2 separate regions of the Mus musculus genome follow, and region 2 is linked to region 1. A link is a contact called in public Hi-C data. All regions are on one chromosome and are shown on one strand. Each heading gives the region's core, a stretch centred on a gene start, on an enhancer-like site or on the middle of the called end of the contact. The rest is flanking DNA. Distances are from core to core; before and after follow the strand shown.

Evidence for each region. Hi-C and Micro-C count contacts between places; a contact is called where the count stands out from the background.
Region 2: a contact with region 1 is called in a Hi-C map of the N1E-115 cell line, with 7 times the contacts expected there. The contact joins two enhancer-like sites. A contact is called at or near these places in 1 of 39 promoter capture datasets (hippocampal neurons), 10 of 484 Hi-C or Micro-C datasets (the AtT-20 cell line, the C2C12 cell line, the G1E-ER4 cell line and 7 more) and 3 of 115 datasets of contacts at active chromatin or transcription factors (embryonic stem cells and fibro-adipogenic progenitors).

The regions. Positions count from the first base shown.
Region 1 is chr4:118,011,516-118,019,383 of GRCm38.p6, reverse strand. St3gal3 (ST3 beta-galactoside alpha-2,3-sialyltransferase 3) reads left to right here. Exons shown (of 12, transcript NM_009176.5): 5 at 4,587-4,679. Among named protein-coding and RNA genes, the nearest start is that of 9530034E10Rik, 40 kb to the right of the region's middle. Within about 2 kb of position 3,458, at least 78 of the 459 cell types and tissues checked have an H3K27ac peak or open chromatin away from gene starts, as enhancers often do. A contact at or near this core is called in the N1E-115 cell line and fibro-adipogenic progenitors, where this site is marked.
Region 2 is chr4:118,078,929-118,086,796 of GRCm38.p6, reverse strand. All of the region lies in intron 2 of St3gal3 (ST3 beta-galactoside alpha-2,3-sialyltransferase 3), which reads left to right. Among named protein-coding and RNA genes, the nearest start is that of St3gal3, 52 kb to the left of the region's middle. Within about 2 kb of position 3,021, at least 47 of the 459 cell types and tissues checked have an H3K27ac peak or open chromatin away from gene starts, as enhancers often do. A contact at or near this core is called in the N1E-115 cell line and fibro-adipogenic progenitors, where this site is marked.

The DNA of each region.
Region 1 (7,868 bases), core at 2,209-4,708:
AAGGTTAGCCAAACAAGAGCCAGAAGGGACAGTGACTGTGCTATAGCTCTGCAATAGACCTATAGAGCCAGTGCTCACCAAGTACAGTGGAGGCCACTGGCTGGATCCCTAGTACCAGAGAGAGCACATGAGAAGGGAGGGAAGGACGGAGGGAGAGAGACAGACAGACAGACAGACAGACATGCACACAGATACAGAGCAAAGGTTCGCCTTGGTGCCTAAGTGGAGCTGTCGTGGCATTAAGTTATTTTCTTACGTGAAAGCTGTTTTAGGGGAACAATTCAAATGGCAATGTTTAATAATCAAATAAGGTGACAAAAGCTAAACAAAGCTACTTCTCCCATTTCCAAAGCCCCAGCTGCTTGAATAAAGCAGTTGCTGGAGCTGTGTGAGATGGTTTTGGTTTTTTTGGTTTTTGCCAGCGTCTCTAGACGGAGGCGGAGATGCTTAGTGGGTTTGTTACTATCTGGTCACCACGCAGATCCTTCTCTGTGTTCAGGTTCAGAAATTAGCCCTTCCTGGTCTTGGTTGCCCGGTACATCATTCATAAAAAACTCACCTACCCTGTAGCAGGAAACAGTTGGCCGTGCGGTGAGTCTTTTCAGAGCCTGTTTCCCCGTACTCAGTCCAGGACCATTTGCAGGGTTGGTCGCATGGTTGTCCCAGAAACAGCTCTAGTAACTGGAGAAGTGGATCTCTGGGAAGCAAAGAGGACAGGATGGAGGCAGCAGTGGTGGAGCCTGCTGAGGGCCTCTGCGGTCCCCACTGTGTGGTTGGCTCTGACTGAGTGGTCAGGCAGTGGGTTAGAGAAGGCAAGCCTTCTCTCATGCCCAGGCTTCTCTCATATCTAGTGCCTTGTTCTATGTGAGATGGTTCTAGAACTTGGTCTGTTGATCACAAAATGTCCATCACTGGTCTGTAGAGTCCTTGAGATTAACCCGCAAGCTTTTTGCCCGACCACCACCCCTTCCCTCACATTTGTGCTGATTAGCATTGCAAGTTAAACTGACTAATTGAGCCTTCTCAACAATCTTGGTACTTAAGTACTCTGTGCCATATGTCCTGTGTTAAATGACAGGCCATTTCTCTTACTTTCTATTAACAAGTGTTGATTGTACAAAATAATGTGTTCCATTGTGGTGTTTTCCTACATGCATATAATTTTATTTCATTATTTTAGCCCCTACTCACCTCTACTGTCCGCATTCCCACGACCTTACCCCCACCACACTCCCACTCCTCTCCACACACACACCCTCACAGCCACCACACACCCACATTGCCCCCCCATATTCTCACCCACACCCACTAGTGAAGCCATTCCAGCCATACCTCAGTAGTAGCCTGCTTACGGCCTGGTTCAGTTCTCCAACCCAGGTGTCACCTGGTCAGCTCCCTCTGTGTTTGACACCGCTGGCCCCTATGGGGTATAATACTCTCTCTCCTTCATGTTTTTGATTTGTTGTTATTTTTTTGAGACAGGGCCTCACTCTGTTACTCAAGTGCCCAGCCTGCCTCTGCCCCCTTCTTTTCCATCCCGCGCTTGTCTGTTGCTTGAGAAGACGTCACATGTTGGCTTTTGCAATGCGCACCTCAGTCCGCACAGCAACCCATGGGATTGAATCCAGACATGGCCAGGTGCTCAGCCTGCCTCTGCCCCCTTCTTCTCCTTACAGCACTTGTACATTGCTTGAGAAGATGGTCAGCCCTCCGCCCCGCATGTGTCTCACCCCATCCTCACCAGATCCCAGGGATCTGAGTTCCCCCGAACAGGAGGCTAAGGCTAAGTGGGCTAAGGGATTCTCCGTTTCTTCTCCCTTGTCAGTGTTCTCAGGAAGCCTGAGTCCAGATGTGGCCCTCGTTCCATTCACTAGCAGGACTTGGCCTGCTTCCCTAAACTCTGCCCTTCCGAACAGAGTGGGGGAATGGGAGTTGGGTTTTCTTTTGGGTTCCAGTCTGGTCATCTGGGCTTCCTCTGAAGAGTGTGTGGTTTATACTCTTCACCCCAGGGGCTTCTTAGTCACGTTCACCGCACAATGGGTGCTCTTAGTGGATGCGGCACTCCATCTTCCACAGTGAAAGGCCAGCTGCAGAGTACGGGGAGAACAAGGGCGGAATGATTTGATCAGACATCTGGGGGCCTCCTGGCATTTGGAGTGAGTGCCTAGAGAAACTAACTATTCTGGCCTGAGGGAGCTGGCAACCATTAATCTTAGTGGGTTTGACCGCTGTCTGCCCCAGAGGTCCCAGCATTCTGTATGACTCAGAATCCTCAACACTCCCCCTATTCTTCTCTCACTGGGACTTTCGGGAGGCCATTTCTAAGGCATTTTAATTTGGTGATGATTGGCATGCGTTACTATACCCAGGCTTGCTTTTCTAAATGAATTGGTTAGCATTCATCATTCCTGACTGGTCACCTTGCACACCTAGGAGGAACAGACTTCTGCCTGCTCTGCCGTCTCCCACTTTTCTGCACCCCATCTGGCATGCTGGCCCTCCTCTCCAGCATGGATCACCCCAGCCCAGGAGCCTTGGGCTGTCCAATAGCCATTCTTCAGGTGCCTTCCAAGAGCTGAGATCATGCAGCAGGAGAGGAAAGATATGGTCAGAGGTTTGTCTCTTGAGCATTGCATTCTTCAATGCCCCGTGTTGTGGATGGCAGCTGCCATCTGTCTTCCAGCTTCTTTGTAAACTTTCTGGAATTCAGAAAGACCACAGACACTCGGTACGAGTTGGACAGCCCTGAGGGTGAGGGTTCTGGAGACATGGCACAAAGGCACTCAAAATACCACAGCGCTGTGTACATGCTTTGAAAGAGTGGGGCGAGGCCTTCTTAACCCTCATTTCTACCCATATCCGGCCATGTCAACTGCTCCCACTGGCGCTGGGCTCCAGGCCAGCCTCTGTGATCGTGTCACTGGTGGTGTCACGACAGCATCCCCACCGAGAGCAGAGGCAGCTGCATGCTCTTGGGTCTGGCTCTTCATCTTTCTAAGCCTCAAGCATCTATCTGTGATGCAGGGCACCCACTCCCAGGGCTATTGAGAGGAAAGGCTGTTAGTCACCGTCCTTCATCCAGGAGCTTCCAGTAAGCTCCAGAATTGCAGTGACATCCATATTTCATTTCCAAAATAGAGTTGTTTACAGCTTTCTTTCTCCCGTTAGAACCTTTAACTTTGTTTTGTTTATCAAATAAAGTTGCAGGCCCTCTTCACATTTGCATCTCATTTGCATCTCATTGGTAGGGAAGGCTTGAAAATGTAGATTTCTAAAATTCTGTGTATACTTAATGAGCAATCCCTTGCATAAAGCCCTGGACAACACCTCAGGGGTGAATTGAACTTGACAGCCCGGCTGATGACATATGGTCATTCCTGGCTGTCCAGCAGACACACTCCCACACTGCAGGGGTCATGCTGAAGGCCAGCTTGCTATTGAGCCACACCCATCAAGGCAGCCTGGCCCTGGTGTGGATTGAGCAAGGGGCGGGGGTGGGGTAAGGGAGCAGCTCAGAGGCTGGGAATCTAAGTGAGCAGGTGACACCACCGGCAAGGCCTTCAGTCCTGGTGTTCACAGGGTCATTTACTAAAGATGTCCTGATGTTTCCCAGACGGCACAGGGCAGAGCTGTGGTGGAGGGTGGTGACTCCAGAACCACACTGAACACGTCAGGGTTTGGAAACCTGATGCCTAGAGATGATCCAGTTATAGTCAGTCACTCTGCCAAGACAAGGCCAGGACACGGCCCTCAGATAGCGCTCGCTCGCAGTCTCCACCCTGAAGCTTCCCGGGGTTTCTTCAGGGGTTTCAGGGGTTTCTTCAGATCACAGGGAGGCTGCCAGTATTGGTTTGGTTTAAAATATGTATAGGGGGGGGGCTTCATGTACCCATCTCTGTGCGAAGTGCAGGCAGAGGTCTGATCCCAAGAATTTATGCTGGAGTGAGAGACAGTTCTGTGGAGGAGCAGCGCAGCCGGGGGTGGGCATAGGATAAGGATGCCGGGTCAGGAGACTGCCAGGGCAGAGAGGCAGACAGCCCAGTCAGTGGGTCAGGGGATCGCTCCTGTGAAGCCCATCTCCGAATTGAGTTTTGAAGGTGTGGCATTCTCCAGGGGGAGGGCCCCCGGGTAGAGCACGCTCAACTGAAGGTCAAACTGATCCATCAGTAGCTCCATAACGCATATGCGTTCGCCATGCATGTTCCCACTGGGTGGATCATAGAGGGAGTGGAGGGGATAAAAGCAGGAGACTGGGCAGGTAGGGTCGTGCCTGGGAACTACAAAAGCCTGTGCCTTTGCATGTGTCAAGGCCTTACAAGCTATGTCCAGCAGTGCTCCCCGGGGAGCACTGCCTGCCCAGCCGTAGAGCCTTTGTGGTGATCAGTCTTACTACAAAAAAATCTGTAAAAGGAAATGAAGGGTGCCCCTTTTGTGGAGGCCACCGAGGAACCATTTTTATAGGGCTAATTCTCTTAGGAACTTGATGTAGAAAGGCTCTATTCCATTTCAGTCTCCGCAGCTCCTGGTGGACTGATGATCTTCCCGCTGTTCTTGTGCCCAGCTCTGACCTTCTCTCTCTCCCGCAGGCCTGCCGAGCTAGCCACCAAGTACGCAAACTTTTCCGAGGGAGCTTGCAAACCCGGCTACGCTTCAGCCATGATGACTGCCATCTTCCCCAGGTATGTGGTCCTTGCTCTCGATGCTGGGATAGTGTGGGCTGTGACTCAATCATGTGGAATGCCGGCGAGAACATGACCTTCTCATGAGCCGGTCACCTAGGTCCCCTCCTCTGTCTAGTTCACTGGTGCCCAGGGAAGGACTTTGATTTTGTGGGGTCCACACCGCCCACACTGCTCTTGTCATACTCTGTGTTGCATCCAGCCTCTAAGCGCTGGGTCTGGCCTTGCAGTGTATTTAGAGGGGGCAGGGGGTAGAATGTGCTTGACTGGCCCCTGGAAGTCAGGTGTCCAGAGCCACCAGGCGAAGCATTGACACTTCTGGTCCTGGAATCATTGGTTAATCCAAGCTCGGTCCCCTTGGCTGGCCTCAGAGAGACAGCCAAATAAAGCAAGAATGAAGAATGCTTCCTGAGTTGTCTGTATTTTAGTACCTTCCCTGGCTGTCCGTTTTGCATTCTGGGGTGCCTGATCTCCCTTATTTCAGGCTTGCCAAGAAAGTCTGTGTCTGGTGTGGGAAATTCTGTTTATCAAATGTTTCTATCAAGTGTAAATGTCACCTTTACTACAAATGTATTTAGTAAATTAATATGATTGACTACATTTCTTTATCCTAGCTAGTTCCCAATAGTGACACAGAGAGGCTCAGATTTATTTCCAAACTTCACCTCAGTATCTAGGCAGTCAGATAATCTATCTTAGCCCCTAAGATAATCTGGCTATCTCCCAGCTAGTATCCCAGTGATAACTTGCAATTAAGTCTTCCATGTTTTGGCTGAACTCTCAAGAATTCTTTCCTCCTTCCTCCTCATGATAGGTCTGCCTCTCCCTTCCTCTCTCTCTTCTTCCACTAGCTGATGGAACTAGTCTCTCTTCTGCTCAGCCATTGAGTTATCAGCTTTTATTGACAAGGCAGAGAATAAATAAATGGTACGAGTTGTTTATACAAACTTGAGACAGGAGATTCTTGACAGAAGCGTTACAGTGCCATGCCTGGATTGAAACAAGGTATGAGGGCTGAGAAATCAGCATTTCAATAACACACAGATCACCATTACACAGAGCACAAAACATTATGCGTACAATCAGGACTTGATGAGGAACGGGGTGACAAGCTACGTTGTCTCGATTCTGGGCATCAAGATGTAGCGGGGGTACGGGGACAGCTCTGCTCTCTGAAGGAAGGATTTGCCTCCTATCTTTACAAGCCCACGCTCAAGACATGCAATGTGTTTGTAAGAGGGATGCTAGGAAACAGCTGGTACCAAAGCAGATCCAAGGTCTTGAGTGGGATGCTCACTCTCTGATCCATCCTGAGCAGTCCCACCTAGCTCCATGTGAAAAGTAAGGGCTAGAGTAGCTGCTGCCCAGACAGGTTCTCCCAGTCTGAGCTCTGCCTTCTGAACCAACTCCCACTGCTTGCCTCTTCTAACTGTTACTAAATCCCTGAAAAGTGTGAGGCACAGTATTCTACACTACTAGGGATGAGCTACATTGCTCATCCCTAGCCCAGATGCTTGTAAGTGTTCTTTGACCAGGACATAGGTTTCTTTTGTAACTGAAAGTAATACAAGCTTGGGAGTGGGTAGGTAGGGAATGTGGCTCTTGACCATTTCCCCAGAGACAGCCTCTATCATCACACATTGAAATGTGTTCTATTGCTCTATAGTTCATTCTTTGTTCCTAAAAGTTATGTTGGAGATTATCATATTACTGCGTTACATGGCTCCATCTTCTTTTAGATATTTTCATTTTTCTGGGGGATGCTAAGAGCCAAGCCCAAGTTCTGTCCCCAAACTGTCCATCCATCCAGCATCCTCTAAACTGTCCATCCATCCAGCATCCCCAAACTGTCCATCCATCCAGCATCCTCTAAACTGTCCATCCATCCAGCATCCTCAAACTGTCCATCCATCCAGCATCCTCTAAACTGTCCATCCATCCAGCATCCTCTAAACTGTCCATCCATCCAGCATCCTCTAAACTGTCCATCCATCCAGCATCCTCAAACTGTCCATCCAGCTTCCCTATAGCTTTTTTATTTTTCTTCTTTCTTCCTTTCTTCCTTCCTTCCTTTCTTTCTTTCTTTCTTTCTTTCTTTCTTTCTTTCTTTCTTTCTTTCTTTCTTTCTTTCTTTCTCTTTCTCTCTCTTTCCTTCCTTCTTTCTTTCTTTTCTTTTTTCTTTTTCTTTCTTTCTTTCTTTTTTTTTTTTTTTTGAGACAAGGTCTTACTATATAGCCCTGGCTGGCCTAGAGCTTGCTGCACAGACCAGACTGGCCTCGAACTCCCAGAGGTCATCCTGCCTCTGCCTCCCAAGTTGATTACATAACATGTATATTGTAATTTTATCAAAAACAAGATTCGTTGAAGTTTAATTTATGAACACTAAAGTTTGCCTTTTGGTGTCATTTGGGACTTTGTGTGAGCAGCAGCGCATTCCCATCTCCCCCAGATTCCCTGGGTCACTTTTTGGTGAGCCCCTCTCTCACCCTCAGCACCTGGCAACTGCTGACCTACTTTCTAACCCTGCAGTGTTCCTGAAATGTCTTATGGGCAGCATCATACAGCTTTTACAGGCAGCCTCTCACACTTGGTGTGATGTATTCACAGTCCGTGCAGCCGTTGTATATCCTAGCTGTTGCCTCCCTTTGGTTACTGAGTAATGCTCCATTATAGAGATGTAATGCTGCTGTTCAAGACATGGGAGGCAATTCCAATTGGAAGCCATTATAAAGAAAGCCACCAGAGCACTGGGGCATGGCTTAAGGGAAGAGAAAAAGCCATTGAAACAGAGTGTTGGATTTCGAATAATACATATGTTCACCTTTTGTTAGCGAATCCCTAGAAGTGCAATGACTGACTGGATCCAACCTCTTATGTGTGGCTCACTTGTAAGAGACTGCCAAGCTGTCTTTCAGTGTGGGTACCAGTTTTCTTTCCCACCAGCAGTGTCTGACAGTCCCAGCTGCTGAGCATCCTGCCCTGGGTCTGCAGGGTGGGGCGAGGTAGAAATTTGTTATTCTCTGGATTCTTTATAGTAGGGAAACTTTAATATTAACTCATCACCTTTTCTCTTTTAAGGGTATTGTATCTAAGAAATATTTCTCAAACACAAGGTCAGAAAGGCTTTTTTTTCCTTGTTTTCTTCCAGAATTGTTGTGGGTTTAGCTTTCCCATTTAAGCCTCTGATCT
Region 2 (7,868 bases), core at 1,772-4,271, 68 kb before region 1:
CGCCACCAGAACCATTATCACTTGTGTGTGTGTGTTCTGTGTGTGATTGTATGCGTGTGAGTGCAGGTGCCCATGGAAGCCAGATCCACTGGAGCTGGAATTACAGGCAGTTGTGAGGTGCCTGACATGCCTGCTGGGAATTGAACTTGAGTCTCTGGAAGAAGAGTCAATGTTCATAACCATTGAACCATGTTTCTAGCTCCTCCATCGCACGCATTTCAGCTTAACTATCTTTTCCAGTTGAGGATTGACAGGACATGGCTCCACTGTGAGTTGACTATCTGTGGCCTGATGACTTTTTGATTTTGGTTGTGGGGACAGTGGGGATAGATTCTCATTCCAGGTCAGCTCGGGTTGGCTTTTGCCTTGCTCCAGCCTCCCCAGTGTCAGGGTTATAAGCATAAGACATCGTATCCAGCTTGGTGGTGACGGTGACGTACCGCTACAGAGAGACCAGTCAGGGCTGGGAAGGTGGCTCGGTTGGTGAAGTTCTTGCTTTTTGAGCACGAGGACCAGAGTTTAGTTCCCAAGAATTCATGTAAAAAGTACCAGGGTATCAGTGTGCACGCAGCAGCCCAGCCCTGGGAGTGGAAGCTGGAGCCCAGCTCCATTGCAGCCAGGATTACCTAACTGGCGAGCCTCAGGCTAATGAAAAACCCTGCTTCAAAGGCAGTGGCCAGGCTTTGTGTGAGGCTAAGACCTGGGGTTGTCCTCCAGATGCCTTTGCTCCACACGACGAGCTTCCACCTAGATGGGAATATGTCCACAGACAGACAGACAGACAGACAGACAGACATAATACAGAGAAGATCAAGGCCAGGCATGTATAGAAGTAATAGAATACTTGCCTGCATCCACGAAGTGGATCTTCCCAGGTTGGATTCCCAACACTTCAAAGTGAAAGAGAAAAAACAGAACACAAGGAAACATTCATTAGTTTCTTGAATGATGAATTTTTAACTTCATTATAAAGATGGGAAATGTGAAAGCACAATTCTTAAACGTCAGTATGACGGCTGGAGAGATGGCTCAGCGGGTAAGAGCACTGGCTGTTCTTCCAGAGGTCCTGAGTTCAGTTCCCAGCAACCACAACCATCTATAATGAATGGGATTTGATGCCCTCTTCTGGCACACAGGTGTACATTCAAATAGAGTATACACACACATCTTTAAAAAATTCATTATGAAAAAGACAACTTTATTTTTTATTATTCCTAAATTTTATTTGATTTTATAGAAGTGGCGGTTTTGCTTTTATGTAATCTGTGTGCTGTTAGATTCCTGGTGCCCCAGGGGACCAGAAGAGGCGTTGAATCTCCTGGAACTGGAGTTATAGGTGGTCGTAAGCTGCTGTGTGTGTGTGTGTGTGTGTGTGTGTGTGTGTATGTGTGTGTGTGTTTGTGTGTGTGTGAACCTGAGCCCTCTAGAAGAGCAGCTTGCGTTCTTAACCACTGGGCCATCTCTCCAACACCCACACCCCCATCTCTGGCCCAGTGAACTTGGTGAGAACCTCAGATCCAGAAGGCTTTGGTGGAAACCAGTATTTCTAGTCTAGTCGTCCCCAGTGAGTCCCCAGCAGTGGGCTGGCAAAAGGCCCAAATATAAGTTGAAAAATGTTTGAAGCCGCAGCATGATCTTGAAGGTAGCTGTCTACAGAGTCCCGTTAACACTGTTCTATTTTGGGTATAAATGTCTTCATTTATTCAGAAGAGGGTGGGAAATTGTACATATGTTCATGTTTATCTATACATAAGCCTAGATCACATCTAGATTTGCATACGTGTGTATAAAATAACTGTGAGCACGAAATCTAGAAATAATAACTTTGGTTGCCTTCCAGGAAGAAAGCTGGGAGATGTGAGACTGAATAAAGTAAGAGAGAGTGCTAGAGAGAGAGGGAGAGAGAGAGAGAGAGAGAGAGAATGTGTGTCTGTGAGACTGGAGAAGGTGAGAGAGAGTGCTGGGAAGAGAGACAGAGAGAGGGAGAGGGAGGGGGGGAGGGAGTCTGTGAGACTGAAGAAGGTGTGAGAGAGTGCTGGGGAGAGTCGGGCTGGAGGAAGAGAGGGTGCCAAAGAGCATGTGTGTGTCTGTGTGTGTATGCATCTATGTGTGTGTGTGTATGTGTGTATGTATATGCATGTGCCTCTGTTTGTGTTTGTGTATGTGTCTGTGTGTGTATATGTGTGTGTGTCTCTCTATGTGTTTCTGTGTGCATACATGCTCTCACCATGCTGTGTGACCCACTATTCCCACTCCCAAGAGTTCATCCACAGCGTTCCTGCAGAGTTACCCACTGCAGGATTTTCTGTGTGTTTGCTTGCACTGTCATTTTTCCTTTTCTCTTTTGTGTGTGGGTGTCTTGCCTGCACGTGTGTCTGTGTACCATGTGTGTGCCTGGTGCCCCAAGACCAGAAGAGGCTAGAAGATTCCCTGGGTCCTCAGTAAGAACAGTGAGTACTCTTAGAGGCTGAGCCATCTCTCTAACCTGACATTGTTTCTTTGTTTTTTAGTAGCAAGTGTTTGGCAGCTATTTAGGTGTTTATCAGCAGGGAACAAATTAATGAATTAGGTTCCCATTTAGTGAGTCTGAGGCTGGAGCTAGAGGGCCTCTATGTACTGGTAGGAAAAGGTTTCTAGAATGTATCTTCAGATGCAAGACAAAAGTGTCAGGAGTTTTGCATGGGTCTGGCAATGCTCTAAAGTGTTTGTCATCATTCAAAGTCAGTGCAACTTGTTATTCCATTCCTTTTATTATAAAATAGTTTTGAAACATTTTCCTCTGGGCTCTAACGTGTCATTATTATGAGCTTTCTTATTATGAGCAGTATTTGGCACAGAGGAGTGACAAAATCACATTTTTGAGTTATTAAATCTGTTCCACTTTGAGCCAATCAGAGTGACCTCCTACTGATTAGTGTCTGGTGGCCAAGTGCCTTTATATGGTATTCAGCTCTGTACTGGAGCATCGCGGAGTAGCAGTCGGCCTGGGCCACAAGGGGGCAGCAGAACCCTTTGATTGCAATAGCACGGATGGCTTTTGGCCAAGTCCAGCTGCTGCTTGCTTACTGTCCTTCAACTCAGCTGTGTGCACCTAGGAGTCAGGGCACTGTGCGAGCCGACCTCAGAGGTGAGAGGGGTGAGAGGGGAAGGGGTGGGTTTCCGAGTCACCTTCCCTCCTCTCTTACAGGCTGTCCAGTGGATTACAGAGCAGTATGGGAGACATTAGGGGTGGTGCAGCAAGCTAGCACATACACAATCACTGAGGCTTCAGAGCCTCTTGCCTGACACTGAGTCCTGGCTCTGCAGCTTTGGGCTTATGTTCCTACGCTTCGAACCTAAGATTATCAGGGAGATAATCTAAGTAAACCTCTTAGCACTACACCGTGGTGAGCATTGGAAATAGCTGATTACAGGCTCAGTGAGGAAGGACACTCGCCACAAGCCTGCCATCCTGTGCACGATCCCTGAAACACACTTAGTGGAAGCAAGAACCGGCTCCAGCAAGTTGTCCTCTGATCGCCACATGCATTTTTACCCACACATACATAAACACACACAATATATACATTAATGTCAAAACATTTTAAAATAGATGTTCATAATTAAAATAATATTAGTTGGACTGGAGAGATGGCTCAGCGGTAAAGAGCACTGACTGCTCTTCTAGAGGGCCTGAGTTCAATTCCCAGCAACCACATGGTGGCTCACAACTATCTGTAATGAGATCCAATACCCTCTTCTGGTGTGTCTGAAGACAGCTACAGTGTGCTCATACTCGTAAAATAAATAAATTAATCTTAAAAAAATATCAGTTACCAGCAGAGATGGGTAATAGATTCTTAGTGGGTTATTTTTGTTTGTTTGTTTGGTTGGTTGGTTTTTATTGGATATACAGTCTCTCTATGTAGCCCTGGTTGTCCTAGAACTCCCTATGTAGATTAGGCTGCCCTCAGACTCACAGAGATCCACCTGCCTCTTCCTCTTGAGTGCTGAGATTAAAGGCATGTGCTATTGCTGGCTTCTTGACTTGTGACTCTTTCTTATGTATTTAGTAATTGTTTTTGTTTGGTCGCAAGCAAGGTAGAAATATTTATTTAGAACCATTTTAAAGCTGTTTTTTTTTCTCAGAGGGGCTTACAAAGTACTTATGGCCTTGTTTACCCTCTATAAAATAGTTTTTTTTAATTGTTTGTGTACATGTGCATGTATCTACTGTGTGAGTTCTAGATCTCTGCAGTCTCGGGTTTAAAGCTCTCATCCCAGTGTGTCTCCGCGTGTTTTTGACGGGAAGGTGTGGTGTCAGTGCTCAGGTGAGGCAGGTGGGCAAGGTGGTATTGTTGAGAGAGGCACACTCTGAGATAAATTTCAGGTGGGGTAAGCTCACCAGGGCGCGGCTGTGGGAGCAGCCCCCGGAAGGACAGGAAGGGAGGCAGAGAAATGCAAGGGACACTCACGTAAGAAGTCACGTATGGTTCGCTCTCAGTAACGACCTCACTGTGCCCGTGGAGATGGGGGTTGAGCCGGTCCTTTTAAATGGAGGGAGGGGAGTCTGCTTTTGTAGTTCCTTGGTCACCACTATCCGTTGGTCCAGGGCTGCCCCAGAGAGGGTACGAGACCTCAGAGCTGACAGTGCCCGTCAGTCCAGAGTGCTGACAGCTGGGGGATCATAGCAGCTGATGAGCAGATCTTGTTTCTCCTGGGGCATCTGAGTGGCATCCTGCAGAGTCCTGTAGCTCTGCCACGGTGTCCAAGTCACTTGAAAGGGGGATGCGCGACATGGTGTCTAATCCATTTGCATTTCTATGACAAAATACTTTATGTGGGGTTATAGTTTTCAGGGTTGGAGATGCAGCTCAGGTGGTCGAGAGTGCCCACCTAGCACGTATGAAAATCAGTGTTCAGTCCCCAGCACTAAATAAACCAGGTGCTGTGGTAAGGAAGCAGGAAGAACAGAAGTTCAAGATTGTCCCTGACTACTTAGTGAGAGATAGCTTGGAACTGGACTGATAAGCCAGGCTGGCCTTAGTTCACAGAGCTCTGCCTGCCTTGCCTCCTGAGTGCTGCGATCAAGGCAGTGCATCAACACTTCGGGCTCCCAGATTCGTATTATTGTAACATATTCTCTCTGGCAAGTATTAACCCTCGAGAAAATGGTACTTTTAAAACCCAATTGCCCTCCAGTACGCTCTGCCTCTTAAATTGCCCCACCACCCACTTCTCAGTGCCAGTGTGTTGGAAATGGGCTTGTAGGCCATGAACCTGCTGGGGACGGACTACTTCGCAGCTGTCACACATGGCTGGGATAAAGAGAGATGGCTTTGGATGGCGTGGAACACTCGTGTGCACACACACCTTTGCACGTACACAGCCATGGTGCCCACGCTTGACACCAAGTATCTTCCTCGGTCGTTCCCCCCTTTGGCTTTTGAGTCAGGTTCTCTCATTGAACCCGAAGCCTTCCGGCTCTGGGGGTTCCCCTGTGTCTGCTTCCCCAGTGCTGGGCATAGACACGAGCTGTGCGCATTTCAGTGGGTGCTTAGGAATCAGCTATCATGTGCTTCACTCACATGGTCCCACCTAGCAGAGGGAAGACAGGAAGACCATGTGGCCCTCACTGCTGCAATACTGCATGGTTCATATTGACTGCATGGTTCATAGCTGGAGGGCAGCTTGGTTGTTATCCCTGCTGGTAAACCAAAGGTACTTTAAAAACTACATTTTAGATTCCTTAAAGCCGTAAGCTTGAGTCACTGCCAACATAACTTCATCGTTTTCCTTACCCGGGGACATTTAAAAAGACAGAGGGGAAAAAATAAAAATGAAATTAAAAGACTGGGGAGAACTAAATTATACCAGAGGGGAGGAATAGAAGGACGAATATAAAACAAATATAAATATATAAAACTAACCCAAAGATTCTTTGCTGTAGGGAGGCAAAAAGAGAGGCAAAATAGTTTGATGTTGTGTACGTGCATGCGTGAATGTGTTTGAGTGTGTGTTTACATAGGTGTGTGTTTGCAATCGTGTGCATGTGTTTATTTTTAGATCGAGAGGCCCCAAGCTTGTCAGGGAACCGTGAGAACCAGCTAATCTCTTTCCCTCAACTCCAGCAGGTGACATGATGACAGTCGGGGGATCTTGGATTACAAGGAAACATTCATGCACAGAGTCCTGACAGCACCTTGCCACCCACATAGCTCTGGGGCCAGCGAAGCCCAGAAGAAAGATCAGTTTCTTCTCTGTCAGTCAAGGGGGATCCACCCCAGTGCTGTGAGGACAGGAGAGGGGCTTCTGGGCCTGAGATGTCTTGCGCATCCATAGCTGAGGGTCATGGGAAGAGACTGAGGACAGGACCAAGCGAGAAGGGGGTTTTCAGAGATGAGGAAAAAGCCATTGAGGAAGACTTTGAGAAAGCTTTGCTGTGACAGGTGGTGTGGCCACTGGGGACCTGGGAGAAGTGCTCCAGGTGAGTTGAATGTTAGAAAGTTTCTCAGGTCCCAGTGCTGTCTATGAGGGACCTGTAAGGAGGAGGAAAAAGAAGAGGAGGAAGAGGAGGAGGAAATGAGGGAGAGGGAGGAAGAGCTGGTAGCCATTGGTAGTCTGTGGTTTCTAATTTCTATTTGAGTGCCTAGGATTAATTAATTATCATTTACTTTGTTGCTTGTTTGAAGACTCAGTCTCATGTAGCCCAGGCTGGGCTCAAACCTTCTTTGAAGCCAAGAATGGCCTTGAATTCCCTATTCTTGGTTTTGTTGCCACCACCTCCCAAGTACTAGGATGTTGGTGTCTGGAGTTGAAAACTGGGGATATGTTCCCTTGTTTCTCAGCAAAATCCATCCCACATCCATATAATCACTCACTAAACAAGTTACTCTAGCAGTCTGTATGACTAGGGCAGTCATTTTTAAGACCAAAATTAATTTGACCTAATTTGTGAAACCAAAATTAGAGTTTGCTTCTAATTTTGAGGAAACTGCAGTCTGATTAAGAAAGGTAAGCTTTTAAAAAACCTAAGCACAGTTGCTGTTCCATGAGCTAAGATAGGGAAGCACATGGCAGCCCTTGGAGTGTGAATCAACCTTGAAGGGTGCCTGCAGTCGCCTTTACTCCATATTTTAAAATGAACATCTAAAAGTGGATAGTTTGACCCAGAGACACACAGTTGAGGGAGGGGTGCAGGACAGGCTTCTTGGAGCCCACAGCTCAAGCCTGGACTTACAGGGGAATAAATAAGGCGAGGCACATGCAAGACAGATGGAAGAGCAGGAGTGAGATGCAAGGGCCGGGAAAGGCCGCTCTTGTCGGGATGCTAAGTTTGTGCTGTTATAGGGCACCTAAGGAGAAGAACTCTCGAGAGCTGGAGTCCTTATTAACCACGTGGCAGGACTGTCCCAAACTGATAAGTAGGAAACAGCCCCAGCCTCCAGTTGGTTTCAGTTGTTAAGGGGACCCCACCCCTTACACACACACAATTAAGATAATTGTGACTATACAGAAAGCAAGCGTTGACTACAGAAGCGGAGAGGTAACAGTTAACCAGCCAGACAGTGAACCTTTAGCTCAGGCTCATATTGTATAGGAGTATATGGCTGGTCCAGAGACCAGTCTTACCCTAGATAGTTTTAGCACTAGAAGGGCTCTCAGGAATACGTTCATGAGATGGCATAACTATAGCTCAGTAGCCCACTACGGTTGCTGAGTTAGGAGGAAGCAGCCAGTGAGAGGATTTTAAGCACTAAAGAAACACAGTTAGCTTTGCAGTGCAGTAAAGGAGGAGGCTAACAGCAGGACAGACTGACAGACAAGACAGTTTAAGAGAGTGGTCCTTGGGGTGGCCTTTGAGGGTCTTCACCTTGTTCCTGCTTCTG